5 separate regions of the Mus musculus genome follow, and regions 1, 3, 4 and 5 are each linked to region 2. Evidence: chromatin contacts called from public HiChIP or PLAC-seq and promoter capture Hi-C data. All regions are on one chromosome and are shown on one strand. The core of a region is the stretch at or near the end of the contact, and the rest is flanking DNA. Distances in the headings are between cores, read along the strand shown. Region 1 holds the start of Coro2a (coronin, actin binding protein 2A). Region 2 holds the start of Zcchc7 (zinc finger, CCHC domain containing 7). Region 3 holds the start of Tdrd7 (tudor domain containing 7). Region 4 holds the start of Stoml2 (stomatin (Epb7.2)-like 2). Region 5 holds the start of Tstd2 (thiosulfate sulfurtransferase (rhodanese)-like domain containing 2).

Region 1 (2,700 bases), core at 24-2,523, 1.8 Mb before region 2:
TCCTACTTGGAGATGGGAGGCATCTGATATATTGCCCGATAGCTCAGGGACAGTCAGCCAGGAATATGTAGCATTGCAGAAATAAGATGAAAGGAAAGAACTAACTTCTGAAAGTTTGCACACACACACACACACACACACACACACACACACACTCGTTAAAAAGTGACAAAAATGTTTTAGATTACCATGGACCCTTGAGGGCAAAGGTCCAACTGCTGCGGTTGTGCGCTGTGTGCTTCTGCCAGTGCAGCTCCAAGCGGGATGCAGGGGGAATTCAGACGTGGGAAACCCACAGCTCTAGGAAGAAAACCGGCCCAGGGCCCTGTGGTTCAGCAGGAACTAGAGGAAGGCTTTAGCGACTGCTGTTCTAAAGTGATCAAGGACTCACCAGAGCTGAGTGTGGTGGTGTAGTCCTACAATCCCAGCTCCTAGAGGCTGAGGGAGGAAGATGGCTAGTTCAAAGCCAACCTAAGCAATTTAGTGAACTCTTGTTTCAGAAAAAGAGGAGAGGTCTCACAGTGTAGCTCAAAGGTAGAATACTTGCCTGGCAAGCATATGCACGGTCCTAATGTTCAATCCCACCATCACAAATCATACACACACACACATTAAATTTGTTATAGAGCCTACCAAGAACTCAGCTAAAGTCTCAACTTCTTGTCTATGAAATGGGAGTATTATGACTACATTGAAGGCGTTGGTAGATCAAATGTAATAAATTGTGTTCTTAGTTAACAATATATACAATACCTACTTTGTGCCAGGTACAGTGCTAGTCTCCCTCCTCCCCCCCGCCCCCCACCAAACACATCACTACAAGACACGAAGAACACTTTCCAAGACAGGTGGTGTGGCGTGGTTATTATGAAAGATATGACGTCCTATCTTCCATATTCAGTGAGCACCCGGCTGAAAGAGGGAGCGGCTTGGACGCAGCGCCCCCTAATGGCAGCAGTGGGAAGGATCTCCCGGATGCGCAGCCGCCCTCCGCTCTCCAGTTCTCCCGCCGCCTGCAGAGCTGCGGTCCCGGCGCTCGCTGCGGGATCCAGCTTCGAGCCATCTGGGAGGCAGGCGCGATGACAGTCTCCATCTCAGCAAGGGGAAACTGAGGTTCGGGACCCGAGTCCCACCCAAAGCCTGCGGCGAGAGCGTGTCGGAGGCGAGAGTGTGTGCACGCGGGACGGGAACCGAGCTGCGGGCGACGGGCGGCGCACAGGCGGGGCCTCTCCGTCCCGCCCCGCCCCGACCCCGCCCGGCCCGGTCCCGCCCGCCGGGCTGCGCGGGGAGGCGGCGGCACTGGGCGCGGGGACTCGGCGGGCGGCGCGAAGCGCGGAGCGGGAGCCGGAGCCGCCGCCGCCGCCACCTGCGCGGCAGCCAACAAGGTAGGGTGGGACCGGGCCGGGCGGGACGCTCGCTGCGCCCGGGCTGCGGCTCTGTGGCGGGAGGGATGCTGTCCCCGGCGTCGCGGAGACCTATCCTCCAGACCCCCGCACGATCTCACACAAAGCTCTGCCCCGCTCCAGTCCTCAGTTTCCCCATCGGGATACTGGTGCGGCCGCTCCCTCAGTGGGTGACTAGGAGCAGCGACCCCCAGGTTCGCGCTCCAGAGGTTAGGGGCCAGTCCTTACCGCCCGCGCCTCTTGCGGCGGTGAGCGGCCCGCCCTGGGCGCGGCAGCCAGTCTCGACAGGCCCCGGTGTGGCCCAGGTGCCCCGTGGACCCGAGTCGTGATTGTTCCTGTCCTGGCTGGGTTACCCGCGGGGGCCTCAGCTTCCAGTCCCGGGAAACGGTGGAGGAGGAAGCATCCCTGAGTCCCTGCCGAGGCGACCTGGGCGCGCGGGTGGGGCGAGCAGTCTGCTACCCAGACCAGGCTCATCGCCTGGAGCTGGAGGAGGAGCCCCGCGCTGGCAATGGCCAGATCTCAGCCTCAGACCTGCCTGGACCCGAGCCGAGCAAACACCCACCTGCATTCGGGCAATGGAGAAGGACGTCCTGGTCCGCGCCCTGGCCAGCTGCCGGAGCCCAGTTCTGCGTACCAGCCTGGTGGGACAGGGTTGGTACTACCACACTCGGTCCTCAGTCCACTTGCCAGGAAAACAGTGTCTCCGGGGGTTGGGGGACTGAGCATGTATCTAGGGGTGCAGTGACTCCAGGATCTTTAAAGACCTCTGGTGTAGGGCTGGGAAGTTCTATAAGATGCCTTTTGATGAAGGTCTTATGTTGCATTCTTCTCGAGATGGGGACTCTCACTAGCGAAACTGGGGAATCTGGTCCCACTGTGGCTGCAATCCTGATAGTGTCCCTTAGCTAGCATGTGGCCCTTCTGTCTCAGAGCCTGCTCTTCTGCGAATGCTCCAGGGACTTGTTCATAACCACCTGTGCCTCAGCACAGGAATGTGTCCTTACACGTCCCTCGCCTCCAGACATCTCTTGAGGGATGTGGAGGGAGAGAAAGGCTTAAGCCCATCTCTGGACACTTCTGCCTCATTTCCTGACATCTGTCCCCACTAAGGAACAGGCTCAGCACCTCCTGATCGCCTGTCTCCCTCTCCCTCACCCAAGGACTTTCTTAAGGCTAAAAGAGGAGACCCTTCCCTTTCCCCAGGCCAGCGCCGGTAGTGAGCCCTACGTCATCTAAGTGTACAGGCAGAGGGCTGGGTGGGCATCATAGGGTGCTGTGCGTTGCCAGGGCCAAAGCA
Region 2 (2,700 bases), core at 13-2,512:
TCCCATGCACTGTTAATCGTGTAGTTTTCATACAATTTTCACTTCCAATTCTTCCCTCAGATCATTCCCCATCCTCTGACTAAATGACAATAATTAACTGTCCCTAAAGCACAACACCGTCTTAAATACACACGCTGCAATTTAAGGTCTAAATGTTCAACACCAAGTCGAGAGCTTTTGAAGGGAGCCTAGTCATTAAATTAAGGGTGATTTTATACTTGGGAAAAACAGGCTCAGGAAAAAAATTATCCAATGGGCTAAAAAAGGCCCTTAAAAGTTTCCTTCTGCCGGGCGTGGTGGCTCACCCCTTTAATCCCAGCACTCTGGAGGCAGAGGTAGGCGAATTTCTGAGTTCGAGGCCAGCCTGGTCTACAAAGTGAGTTCCAGGACAGCCAAGACTATACAGAGAAACCCTGTCTCAAAAAAAAAAAAAAAAAAAAAAAAAAAAAGTTTCCTTCATTCAACCCTGAGACTTGAAATCACAGTAAACTCGACCTAAAGGTATTCTGAGCGTCGGCAGCTAATCAGTGATGGCTGGAACTGGGGGCTGCCAACTCCCAACCTCGATTTCCCCACAGTAAAATTGACTACAACTGTCTGCTGTTAGGGTGTGCGGGCGCGGGGGCAGAGGATCATCTTAGGATACCCTGGTTTTATATAAGGAATGGGGCATAGTTCCCAGATTCTTTGTGTCTACTCGTGAAGCGGCTACTTGACAGCACCAGCTTAAGGTGGCCCCCGACTGGACGCATCCTTGAGGGCCAGGTTCCCCTCAGCGAAGGGAGACCTCCACATTTCGGGACTGGCCCACCTCCCCAGGACGGGTGAACCGTGGGAGGCGGTGGAGTAACGCCGACAGAGAAGACGTGCCCGTCAAGGCCATCGCCGCCCAGCCTTGCCCAAGCCCTGGTCTCGGGCCGCCAAACCCCAGCCCGGTCACTGAGCCGCGTGGGGCGGCACGGAGCTGAGAGGCCATTTGCTGCGCTGCACTGCGCTGAGCCCCGAAGGACCGGGAGGGGAAGGCCAGAGAGGGGCACGCATTAGTTCCACAGCTCCGCGGGCGAGGCGGAGAGGGGAAGGGGTCCCCCGGCCGCGGGACAGCTCGGGGTCCGTCACACACATACTCACTGCCGCGGCCGCGACCAGGAAGCACCAACCAGGAACCGAAACGCGTAGAGGAACGGGGAGGGGCGAGGACAAATGAGGTAAGGAAGCCGCGTCCGCGCGGACTCCAGGGAGGAGAAGGTACTTCCGGGGAAAACAGAGCTCTTGGGAGCTGTCCTTCCGCCCAACCCGCGAGTCCTCCGAGCGCATGCGTAACGCTTATTAACCCTTTGTTTTCTCCGCCTATAAACTTTGTGTTTGGTTTTGTTCTTTTTTTCTTCATCCTTCCTTTCGAAAAGAAATCTCGGCTGAAAAAATTATGGTGCATATTTTTATCTTATGAGTTATACTAAATAGAAGCTACTTGAAGGGCAAAAGTAAGTGCGAGTTCACTTACTCCCGTGTTGGAAAGAAAACTACAATTCCCATGATACCTTGGTCCGGTCGGCAGGGGCTGTCTCTTTTCTAGCTCTGGGTGACGCCCTCGTAGTAACACGTGGCGCAGAGCAAATCGGCCCCTTTTCCGGGTGGAGGTCAGAGTTAGTAGGGGATTTAGGGTTAGTAGGTGACTTCGGAGAGGGACCTTGATAATGCCAGCGCGGGAAGAGGCATTTTTGAGAGTGTCTGGTTTGGGTTTTGGTTTTTCCGCTAGTGGGAATAGTGACCGCACGGCTTTTCTCACCTTAGGTTGTAAAGTGCACTCGGAGGTGCTTCCGCCTTGTTAACTGTTTGTGAACCGTGAAGAGCTGCACTCCTGCAACACGGAGTAAATGCTGTTCTTTCTGGTACTAGGAGACGGTGTTCACGGCCTCCAGCATTGGTTCCCTTGGTCACACCTTTAAGAAAAAACAAAAAAACAAAAAAACTTTAATTATGAGGTTGGACGTGTAACCCAGTTGGTAAAGTGCTTGCTTACCGCATAGAAGGCCCTGGGTTCATTTTTAAGTTCCACCACATAAGCAGCCTAGTACAGAGGAGGTGGAAAAAGGAAAATAAGGAATTCAAGTTCATCCTTAGCAACGTGGAGCAGTCAAAGATAGCCTGAGCTACTTAAGACCTTGTCACAGTCAAACACAAACAAACATAAGTTCATCTAAGCAACTTTACAAATACCGAATTAGGTACTGACAACATCCCTGATAGATGAGTTTGATTTTAAATCTTTTTGCCAACATTTATTGAACATATTAGAGCCAAGCTGTCAGCCTTCTACGTTATTAGAAAACTAAGCTTATATTTACTTAAACTAAATTATAGGGGGGTTGGGGGAAGAGTTTCAGGAAAATGTCAGGCTGTTCTAGAAAGTCCAGATAAAGTAGAAGAATTTTAAGGTCTTGTTACAGTATTAGGAGTTTGAAAATAATTACAAAATTCGATTAGCATTATGGTTATGTGCTAGGAAAGAAAGGGACAAGACACTATAAAAAGGCAAAATTGAAAAACCTATTTGGGGGATAGAAAAAGTGGTATAGAAGTAGGTCACATGTTTGGACAGTTCAGGGAATATGTGCCAAAGGAATGCTGTGTGTGTGTTTGTGTGTGTGTATGTGTGTATTAAAAGACTGAATTTTTAATCAAGGGCCATAATAACTCCTC
Region 3 (2,856 bases), core at 12-2,511, 1.2 Mb before region 2:
ACAGTCCTTTGCATGTAACTGAAGCTCGCCTACGTCAGCTGAGTCTACACTATATGCTAACTTATCCTAAAAATTTGCGTGTCCCTGTCATCAAAAACCTTGAAATCCCAACCTGTAAAATATGGGCAGTTTGGGTAAATAGAAAGCCTCTTTAGAAGATTATTATTATGAGCCAAAGACTTATCTTGTCTTGAGAACACTTCAAAGGGTCAGTTAGCTATTCCCATTCGGTTCTTGAGCAGACTTAGAGACCAGAGGTGCAATTGATTCCCGACCTTACATTTAAGCTTTAGAAGCTCAGATTCCAATACATTATCTGCAAAGGCCGCACTGTAGAATGCCACATTTTCATCCACATCATGGAGGTCGGGAAGAGACAGGGATTTAGTTCTAAATTACACTTCTGCCACTAAAGGCGTTTCTAGTTCCAAGAACACTTCTCTGCAAACGTCCACCTGCAGAGCATAGGTGGGCACCACCAACACGAATCGTGGTTTTCTCGGTTAGTTTGTGGTGTTGGTATCAGAATCCTTTGGGGTTGGGCTTTAACATCTATACACACCTCTCTTCCCTGCTCCCCAAGATGACTGGGTAGTGGTAGCCCTGGATATTGACAGAAATGTACCCTCAAGCGGACAGGAGCAGAAAGGCTGTCAGCTCCCACTTGACTTCCAAGACAACTTCTCCGTGAATGCTTGTTTCCTCCCCAGCGCTCACGGTTGACAGGAACGGCTACGTGTAGGTCCTGTGTGATGTGCGCGGCCTGCACCGGCCGGTCTCGAGGGCGGAGGCCGCCGCAGTGTGGCCCGCGGGGCTGGCACAACTGCGCAGAGCTCGGGTACCGCTGCCCAGCACGGGCGGCCGAGGCCGGTTGCTCCTGACCGGGAGCTACTTCCTGCTCAGAGCTGCGCGCCTCCCACGCCCCCCTCTGCAGCTCCTGCTGCACCGCGACCGGCTGGGTGGACGTCCCGGGGCGTCACGCACGACGCTCTGGAACCCCGCCACGGCGGGGACCAGGCCCGGGCCTGAGGCGCCGCGCCCAGCCGCTGTCCTGCCCGTGCCCTGCCGTCCCGCAGCCCGCCCCGCGTCGCCCGCACCTGTCGCGCCCCGACCGAGCTCACCTCGTCCCGGGGACCCGCGGCCCAAGCCCGCGCCTCTGGGCCCGGCTCCCTCCGCTCCCTCCGCCAGGGCGGCCGCCGCCCACTTTCGGTTTCCCCGCACGGCCTGAGCCGTGGCTTGGGAATCACCTAAAGCCCCGCCCTCTGGGCCACGCCCCGTCGCACCACGCCCCGCCCCTTCGCCGGCCGGCTTAGCTCTGCGCAGACGCAGGCGCTCCGGCCACGGCTGCCCACTTCGAGGTCCGCGTGTGAGAAGGGAAACCGACGCCGCCTAGCGGTTTCTGCGCGTGCGCACGCCGTCCTGACGCTCGGGGTGTGGATTTATTTCTCTTTCCACAAAGTTCGTTCTCTTCAGCATCTCAATACTTCTTTTCATCTTCTAGACAGTCTGTCTTTAGCTGTCTTCTAGGTCACTCTTTGGAGGAGGGGGACTATATTAAAATGCTTTGCCACATACCCTTCACGCGTGTGTAACAACGCTGCTTTCATCCACTGCTCTAAAACTAAAGCTGTTTGAGGGCAGAGATCCTAGAACACTGCCCAGTATATAATAAGCATAAAATAAATACTTATCAAATTCTTTAATTCATTCAAAACACGTTGAATAGCTGCTATTTATTCACTCCACGGTAATTCCACTAACATTTATTTAATGCTGGATTGCTTTAACCCGTTGTGAAAACTTGGCATCATTCTGTATATTTTTGCTGAAAGCCTGCTGCTGCTTACTCAATCAGCAATTTTTTTTAACAGTTTGAGGTACACTTGCCATACTATAAGCTGCACGATTCAAATGTACACTTTCATGTGTTTGGTATGCATACAACAGAGAAACAATCACAGATAGTAACATGAGGAACATAGCCACACCCTCAAAGTTCTCTCTCTTTCTATAATGTTTGCCTCATTCCCTACCGTTTAGTCCTGTAAGTGCCCACTTACTTACTATAGAGCTCTTGCTTTTTCTGGAGTTTTATATAAATATAATTATTTCATATGTATTGTCATTAAGGGGGAGGATCTGGCTTTCTTCACTCATCAGAATTCTATTGAGACTCTTCTGTGTCGTTGCATACACTAGTACTTTATAACCTTGGCTCCCTGAGTTTCCACTCCCTGGTATTGACCCAAGAGAAAGGAAAGGGCTTATTCATCACAGACCCGTACAAGGATGTTTAAATCAGCCTTGCTTGCAATACTTAAAGACACAGAGATAGCATAAACATCCTTCAGTGGGTGAGCAGACAATTAACTGTTACAGACTCAATACCTGCTGACAAATAGCAACAGTGTATAGGGCCTATAAACCTTGTGCTTAAGGAACTTTGCATTCATTGGGAAGCTGCAGTAGGCGATGAATAGACTGGAAGGAGATCGTGAAAAGCCGGATATCCTGTGCTCAGTAGGTTCTGTCTTAAGGCTTTGACCAGGGGTGTTCTTTGAACACTGTTCTCTTTCATAATCTCACATCTGGTCCCTGCCTAAAGCTGCCGAAGTGTCTCTGAAACAGAATTCTCTACATTGCCTTGATTCTATTTCAGTCTGTTTCAGATGTCTTTCTCCCTGCCCTGTCCGCTAAACTAAACATGACAGTGGCTTCCAGAGACCTAGAATAAAGCCAGCTCTTTATTTGGACTCTGTAATAATACTCTGACATGCCCTGGCTCCACATTCTGATGGAGGGAAGGGTAAAAACAGCATCAGTGAACTGAGAGGATGGCTGTGGGGATAGGGAATT
Region 4 (2,778 bases), core at 271-2,770, 1.7 Mb after region 2:
TGTGTGTGTACAGCTGTGTGCGTGCATACAAACTTGGGTTTGTGTAGGGTGTGTGTGTGAGAGAGAGACAGAATGTGCATGTATGTGTAACACAGGGGTTTAGCCACCTCTTACCTAGGGCTCAGACTCACTTGTCCCTCTCCTCCTGCCTGTGTCTCCTTGCTTTGGTGTCCTGACTGAGGAAGGTGTCCAGGGACAGAGTCAGGCCTAAGGACTGGGGAACCTCCTCTCACCTGACCAGACTCTGACCCACCTACCTCAGCTGGGATGAGGGGTGCCCCTCATTCAGTCACATGGTTCCCAGTTACTCCACTCCTCACTTAAGACTCTGACCCAGCCTCAACCCTTAACTCTTGGGGCTTGGCTGAGGGGAACAAGCATTTGCTGAAACTTGAAAAACAAAACAAACAAACAAAAAAATGGGAAAAATTGTACCTGGTACATTTTTTAAGGAAAAAAAAAAGAATAAATTCTTGTTTGGAAACTTGAACTAACCTCTACTTTTTTTTGTGTTCAAGAGGATGGAGATGTGGGGCCTAAAGGGAGCTGGAATTCTGGCAACAAGCTCAAACCCATGAGATCTTAGGCTGGGATGAGCTGAGTCTTGGACCATAGTCTTAGTCCTTTTTGTATAAGGTGCTGGGGGCTGGGTGGGTAAAGTGAAGCTACAGAGGCTAAACTCTGAGAATCTGGATTCTTACACTGATTCTGTAGTTTAGCCCCATCAGAACCTCAGTGTCTGTATATGTAAAATGAAGGAGGAGGAGGAGAATGAGAAGAAGGAGATGAGGGGGGATACAGGCCTCTTAAAGCTTGTATTTGAGAGAGTGTCAGAGACCTGAGCAAGGTTGATGTGTTTCAGACAAAAATGAAAGGCTGAGGCTCTTTGTTTCCCTCTGTATGTAAGGGGATCATGCCTGACCGTTTCTGGCTCAGAAAAAAATATGAAAAAGAGCTGTTGATGCCTTGGGAAAAGAGGGAAGGGAGAAATCTCCGCCCAGTCCTAAGGTAAAGTTAGGCCTCCTAGTTACCATGACAACGGGAATGGGGTCAGTCCCCAGTGGGAGAGCTGGGCACAACAGCATGACTACCCAAGAATGTCACTATGGCAACCACGGGCAACTACTGAGCGCCAATCCAATCCATTGTCGTTATGGTGACAGATTAGGACAGTTATACACGAGCTGGAGGGTAAACTGAGTCACGGCTGTGGGTACAGAATTTGGTGGGCGGTGTTCCTGTACCACTTGCGGACGGAATATTGCCTCAATTTCTACCACAATGCCCAGGAGCTTCGTAGTTTTTGAGAACCAGAACAAACTTGCACTCTCGGGCTCTCTCTTCAAAGCCTACGTTTCCCAGGGAACGATTTGACGGACGCCGACTAGTGGGGATGGGAGGGTGGACTAATACGCCGGAAGTACGTCGGGCGGAGTGGACCAGCTGAAGGAAGGGCTCGGGTTCAGGCTTCACAAGAGGCCGCTCTGCCCCACCTCTCGTTGGTTCCGGAGGTCGCCGAGGCTGTGGGAAATGCTGGCGCGCGCGGCGCGGGGCACTGGAGCCCTTTTGCTGAGGGTGAGAGCGAGGCAACCTTCACCAGAGGCTCGGGACCGACATCACCTGGGTCTTGAGCTGGGAAGGAGTGGGCTTCTAACTTTGGGGGAAGGACTGTGGTCACAGGTCATGGTCCCCACGTGAATCACTCTCCGGGGACCCTTGGGGGGGGTGTCGAGATCTAGGGAGAGGGATTTAGGGATCCGCGCCTGGTCCCCAGCCTACTCTCGTCTTCCTTCAGGGCTCGGTGCAGGCTTCTGGCCGCGTTCCGCGCCGCGCCTCCTCTGGACTGCCCCGAAACACCGTGATCCTGTTTGTGCCTCAGCAGGAGGCCTGGGTGGTGGAGCGAATGGGCCGATTCCACCGGATCCTGGAACCGGTGAGAACCTCTCTTGCCCGCCCTCAGCCAGCCAGATCGTCTGATCGTTTACTCGTGTGGAAGTGGGACTTCCGTCGGGGCCTGTCTGCACTTCTAACCTGCGAGGACCAGTTCTAGCAGAGCCCAGTCTCCTGAACACCACCTCCGTGTTTCCCCGCTTTCCTAATACCCTAGTGACCCATAGGCTTCATTCCTGGAGCTACCATACTCTAAAGGCAGCAGCTCTTGCTGGCTTCCATTCTTGACATTCATAAGCCTAGTCTTATCTTTTTGTACTCTTAGGTTTCCCTACCAGTGACACCCCAGCCTTTGAGGCCATGATAGGAGGGATTGCTTCTCTATGTTTATACGTGACTTACTACTTACTCCAGACTTAGCTTAGAGTTCAAGTTTACTAGCCTCACCCTTCTGAGAATCTATGGCTCCTCTTCTCAGGGCCTGAACGTCCTGATCCCCGTGTTAGACCGAATCCGGTATGTGCAGAGTCTCAAGGAAATTGTTATCAACGTGCCTGAGCAGTCAGCCGTAACTCTTGGTGAGAGCGATGGGGTGACAGGGATGTGCTAAGTGCGCTAGGATGTGGTTGCTATAGATCCAGGGCTTAGGAGAAAGAGCTGGTTGGGACTTAGAGGTCTGACCGACAGTTTTTTTCTCTTCTGTTTGCTCCTGCAGACAATGTAACACTACAAATAGATGGAGTCCTTTATCTGCGCATCATGGATCCTTACAAGGTATCTGCCCTGGGTTTATCTAGTTTTCTGAACTGCCTCTTCCTTAAAATCCTGCATCTTCAGTTCTGATCCTATACCTGCCCTTTCAGGCAAGTTACGGTGTGGAAGACCCAG
Region 5 (2,700 bases), core at 141-2,640, 1.4 Mb before region 2:
CTGTGTGTATCACCTCTGAGACATTAGCAGTTGACAAAATAAACATCATCATGAACTACTGGTGAGCACAATATCTCATTTAGCCCCCCGTAGAAACCAAATGGCTTAGTATTATCCACAGTCCACGCTTAGGTTTAAGAAGTCATATGACCCTGACAAGATCACATAGTAAATAATCGAGATGTCGAGCTTCGAACCTAAACCCTTCGGTTCTAAAGTTTTTTCTTGCCTTAACCCTTTGGACCTAACACTAACAGCTCCAAGTGTGTTCTTGAAAGGCAATAATGGTGCAACAAAACAAAATTTATGGCAACACAACGACGTCCTTGCCGGCGACCATCAAAACTGACATGAGAATTAATAATCTGCTCGGGTTTTCCTGCACTTTCTTATAAGGGAAATATGCTTAAAGCCAATCCAACAAAACACCCCGTGCCTGTTTATTAGTGACCTCTGGGGTGTTGGTATTCTTTTTTTGAAGCCTAAAAGAGGGGAATCAGCGGGTGGCAGGTGGAGGAGAAGGGCTCAGATTGCAATACATCCGACCTCTGTCATAGCTTTGTTCTTTTCCTGTCTTCCCAGGGTCCTTTCCAAGTACACCCTGGAGGGCTAAAAGGAAAACACTGGTCCACTAGATATATCTCCTCCACTAAGTGATCCTAAGAGGCAGCAGCAGACAGACACACGTGCGGTTTCCATGATCAGTAGTGAGGGATTAAGTCCTCAGTGTCGCGGGACCCCAGGTCGGATTTGCTCACGGGATTCACCAGGCCTTCCTTTCCCATGACTGAAGGAGATGGGGTAGCAGGGAGGCCGTCGCTTTCCCGAAGCCACTATCCACAACCGAGCCAGCAGCCTCCCTTTGGGGCTCCCCGAGCCCTCCCGGGGAGAAAGGATTCCTATCCGTTCCCGGGAGACTGAAGGCGAGCCCGGCCTCGGTTCTCACCCGGACGCAGTGGCCAGGCCGAGAGCACTTACCATCGTTCTCGTAGCTGTGCCGCCTCCGCGACATGCTGCTTGCTGGTGCGCAGCCGATCTGAGTTGCTAGCCGCCTGCAACCCCAGAACCGTCGGGCTGCCGGCCGGCCGGTGCGCGGTCAGCGGCGAGGCGCGCGGACTGAGCGGCGCGCAGGCGCACTCGCTTACGACGCCTGCCGGAAGCGCGTGCAGAGGGGCACCGGATGGGCTCCGCAGTGGAAGGCCGGCGTCTGCAAGTCCAATTGCGGCCGCCTCCTCCGGCTTTCCACCCCGGGCCCTTCTGGACAGCGAGCTAAATTATCCGGGCCGCAGCGATCCCGCCTCGGCTTTATACAGGCCCGGCGGGATTTTCCCGGCGGCCCCTGCGCCGACGACTTAGGAGACTTCCGGAGAAAGGTGACGGCTCAGGGACTCTCTGCGCACGCGCGCGCCGGGGGGCGTGGGCTCGAGGGCGGGGAGCAGCGCCAAGTTGGTGAAGGGAGACCCAGGAAAGGCCTAGGGTTTGCGGGTAGGTGTTCTCTCTTTCTCTCTCGCCATCCCGCTGTAGACGCCTCGGGAGACCTGAGCGGGGAGGAGGGCAAGCCACTTTCAGCGGTAGGGAATCCAGGCCCGTCCGGCTGAATCTGCTCACTGTAGTCCTACTGCCTACTTCTCCCAGCTGACGGACGCCCCAGCTACTGATCGGTGTGGTTCCAATTGTTCTATTCCTCTGCACGTGTACAGTATGTGGACGTCCTCTGCCCTGTGATGGACACCAAACTGTCTTGTCCATGGTCTAGCCCAAACTTTTCCTTCAGTCTTACCTGTTACAGTAAATGGCCGTTTCGGTAGTTTGCTTAAATCCAAGAATTTAGGGAGGAGTCATTAGCTCCTTCACTTCCTGTGTTACAGTTTATCCACTAACACTGCCTGCTATACTCTGAGAGCAAGTCTAGTCAAACTTATTTACTATGCTTAAAACTCTTCACAGACTTAAAGCAATATTTTATGTATTTGTAAGTCTGTACATCATCCTGGAACTGGAGTTTCAGACTCTCTGTGAGCAAGGAGGAGAGTGCGCGGGAGCGGGGTGGGGGTGCTGAATCCCGGGTCTTCTGCTAGAGCAGTAAGCACTCTTAACCAGTGAGCCATCTTGCCATCTTTCCGGCTCTACTTCTCTTTGTTTATTTTAAAGATTATCGTTTTTCTATTCTTTTCATTTATTTATTCGTACATGCAAGCAATCCATCTTTCCAGGAATTTCCACTGCGAATTCCAAACTATGGCTTCTTGGGTTCTGTTCCCGTCATTGTGTGTAAACCACCATGTTCTTCTGCTAAAGTCCAGCTTGTTCACATTTTAGGAATCAAGACTTATTTTCTTTATCTGTTGGTCTCTGCTCTGAAATTTACATGACTAACTGTCAGGGACCTACAGAGTTATTTCTCTGACTCCTCAACTCTTGCTTTATTTCATTCAGCAAGTACTATATTGTATTAATTAACATTTGTCACCGTCTGTACATGGGACAACGAGACGGTGTTCAGGATACTGAAGCCCTAAGTGACCCTCTCAGGAATGATCACAGGTACTGTAGTCTGACGGACTTAATAGCAAAGGGCGAGTGGTACAAATTATCACTCATCCTTTGCTATTGAGGACAGATTATCCAGAGTAAGACTTTGGAAGAGTCCTCCAAGAAAGGATTTTAATATATTCTCATCTGGCTCCAGTTGCCTGAAAT

What was found. Promoter capture Hi-C pulls out the DNA fragments that hold promoters and counts their contacts. HiChIP or PLAC-seq counts read pairs in DNA pulled down with a chosen protein or histone mark.
Region 1: a contact with region 2 is called in a promoter capture Hi-C map of liver, with 3 times the contacts expected there. The contact joins the promoter of Coro2a here to the promoter of Zcchc7 in region 2. A contact is called at or near these places in 3 of 39 promoter capture datasets (hippocampal neurons and liver).
Region 3: a promoter capture Hi-C map of neutrophils shows a contact between it and region 2, with 5 times the contacts expected there. The contact joins the promoter of Tdrd7 here to the promoter of Zcchc7 in region 2. A contact is called at or near these places in 5 of 39 promoter capture datasets (the 3T3-L1 cell line, HPC-7-derived erythroid cells, liver and 2 more).
Region 4: a contact with region 2 is called in a promoter capture Hi-C map of neutrophils, with 4 times the contacts expected there. The contact joins the promoter of Stoml2 here to the promoter of Zcchc7 in region 2. A contact is called at or near these places in 3 of 39 promoter capture datasets (cranial neural crest, liver and neutrophils), 1 of 115 datasets of contacts at active chromatin or transcription factors (bone marrow-derived dendritic cells) and 1 of 9 other capture datasets (liver).
Region 5: a contact with region 2 is called in an H3K27ac HiChIP or PLAC-seq map of microglia, with 6 times the contacts expected there. The contact joins the promoter of Tstd2 here to the promoter of Zcchc7 in region 2. A contact is called at or near these places in 1 of 39 promoter capture datasets (liver), 1 of 115 datasets of contacts at active chromatin or transcription factors (microglia) and 2 of 9 other capture datasets (adipose tissue and liver).

The regions. Positions count from the first base shown.
Region 1 is chr4:46,600,502-46,603,201 of GRCm38.p6, reverse strand. Coro2a (coronin, actin binding protein 2A) reads left to right here and starts at 1,273. Exons shown (of 12, transcript NM_001164804.1): 1 at 1,273-1,385.
Region 2 is chr4:44,755,121-44,757,820 of GRCm38.p6, reverse strand. It overlaps Zcchc7 (zinc finger, CCHC domain containing 7), which reads right to left and starts at 1,262. Exons shown (of 9, transcript NM_138590.4): 1 at 1,129-1,262.
Region 3 is chr4:45,970,702-45,973,557 of GRCm38.p6, reverse strand. Tdrd7 (tudor domain containing 7) reads right to left here and starts at 1,261. Exons shown (of 17, transcript NM_146142.2): 1 at 1,122-1,261.
Region 4 is chr4:43,030,126-43,032,903 of GRCm38.p6, reverse strand. Stoml2 (stomatin (Epb7.2)-like 2) reads left to right here and starts at 1,520. Exons shown (of 10, transcript NM_023231.2): 1 at 1,520-1,575; 2 at 1,796-1,933; 3 at 2,369-2,468; 4 at 2,606-2,664; 5 at 2,754-2,778. The coding sequence starts at 1,531. It overlaps Fam214b (family with sequence similarity 214, member B), which reads left to right. Exons shown (of 9, transcript NM_001253353.1): 9 at 1-490.
Region 5 is chr4:46,137,165-46,139,864 of GRCm38.p6, reverse strand. Tstd2 (thiosulfate sulfurtransferase (rhodanese)-like domain containing 2) reads left to right here and starts at 1,390. Exons shown (of 10, transcript NM_173033.3): 1 at 1,390-1,485. Ncbp1 (nuclear cap binding protein subunit 1) reads right to left here and starts at 1,354. Exons shown (of 23, transcript NM_001033201.3): 1 at 979-1,354. The coding sequence starts at 1,012.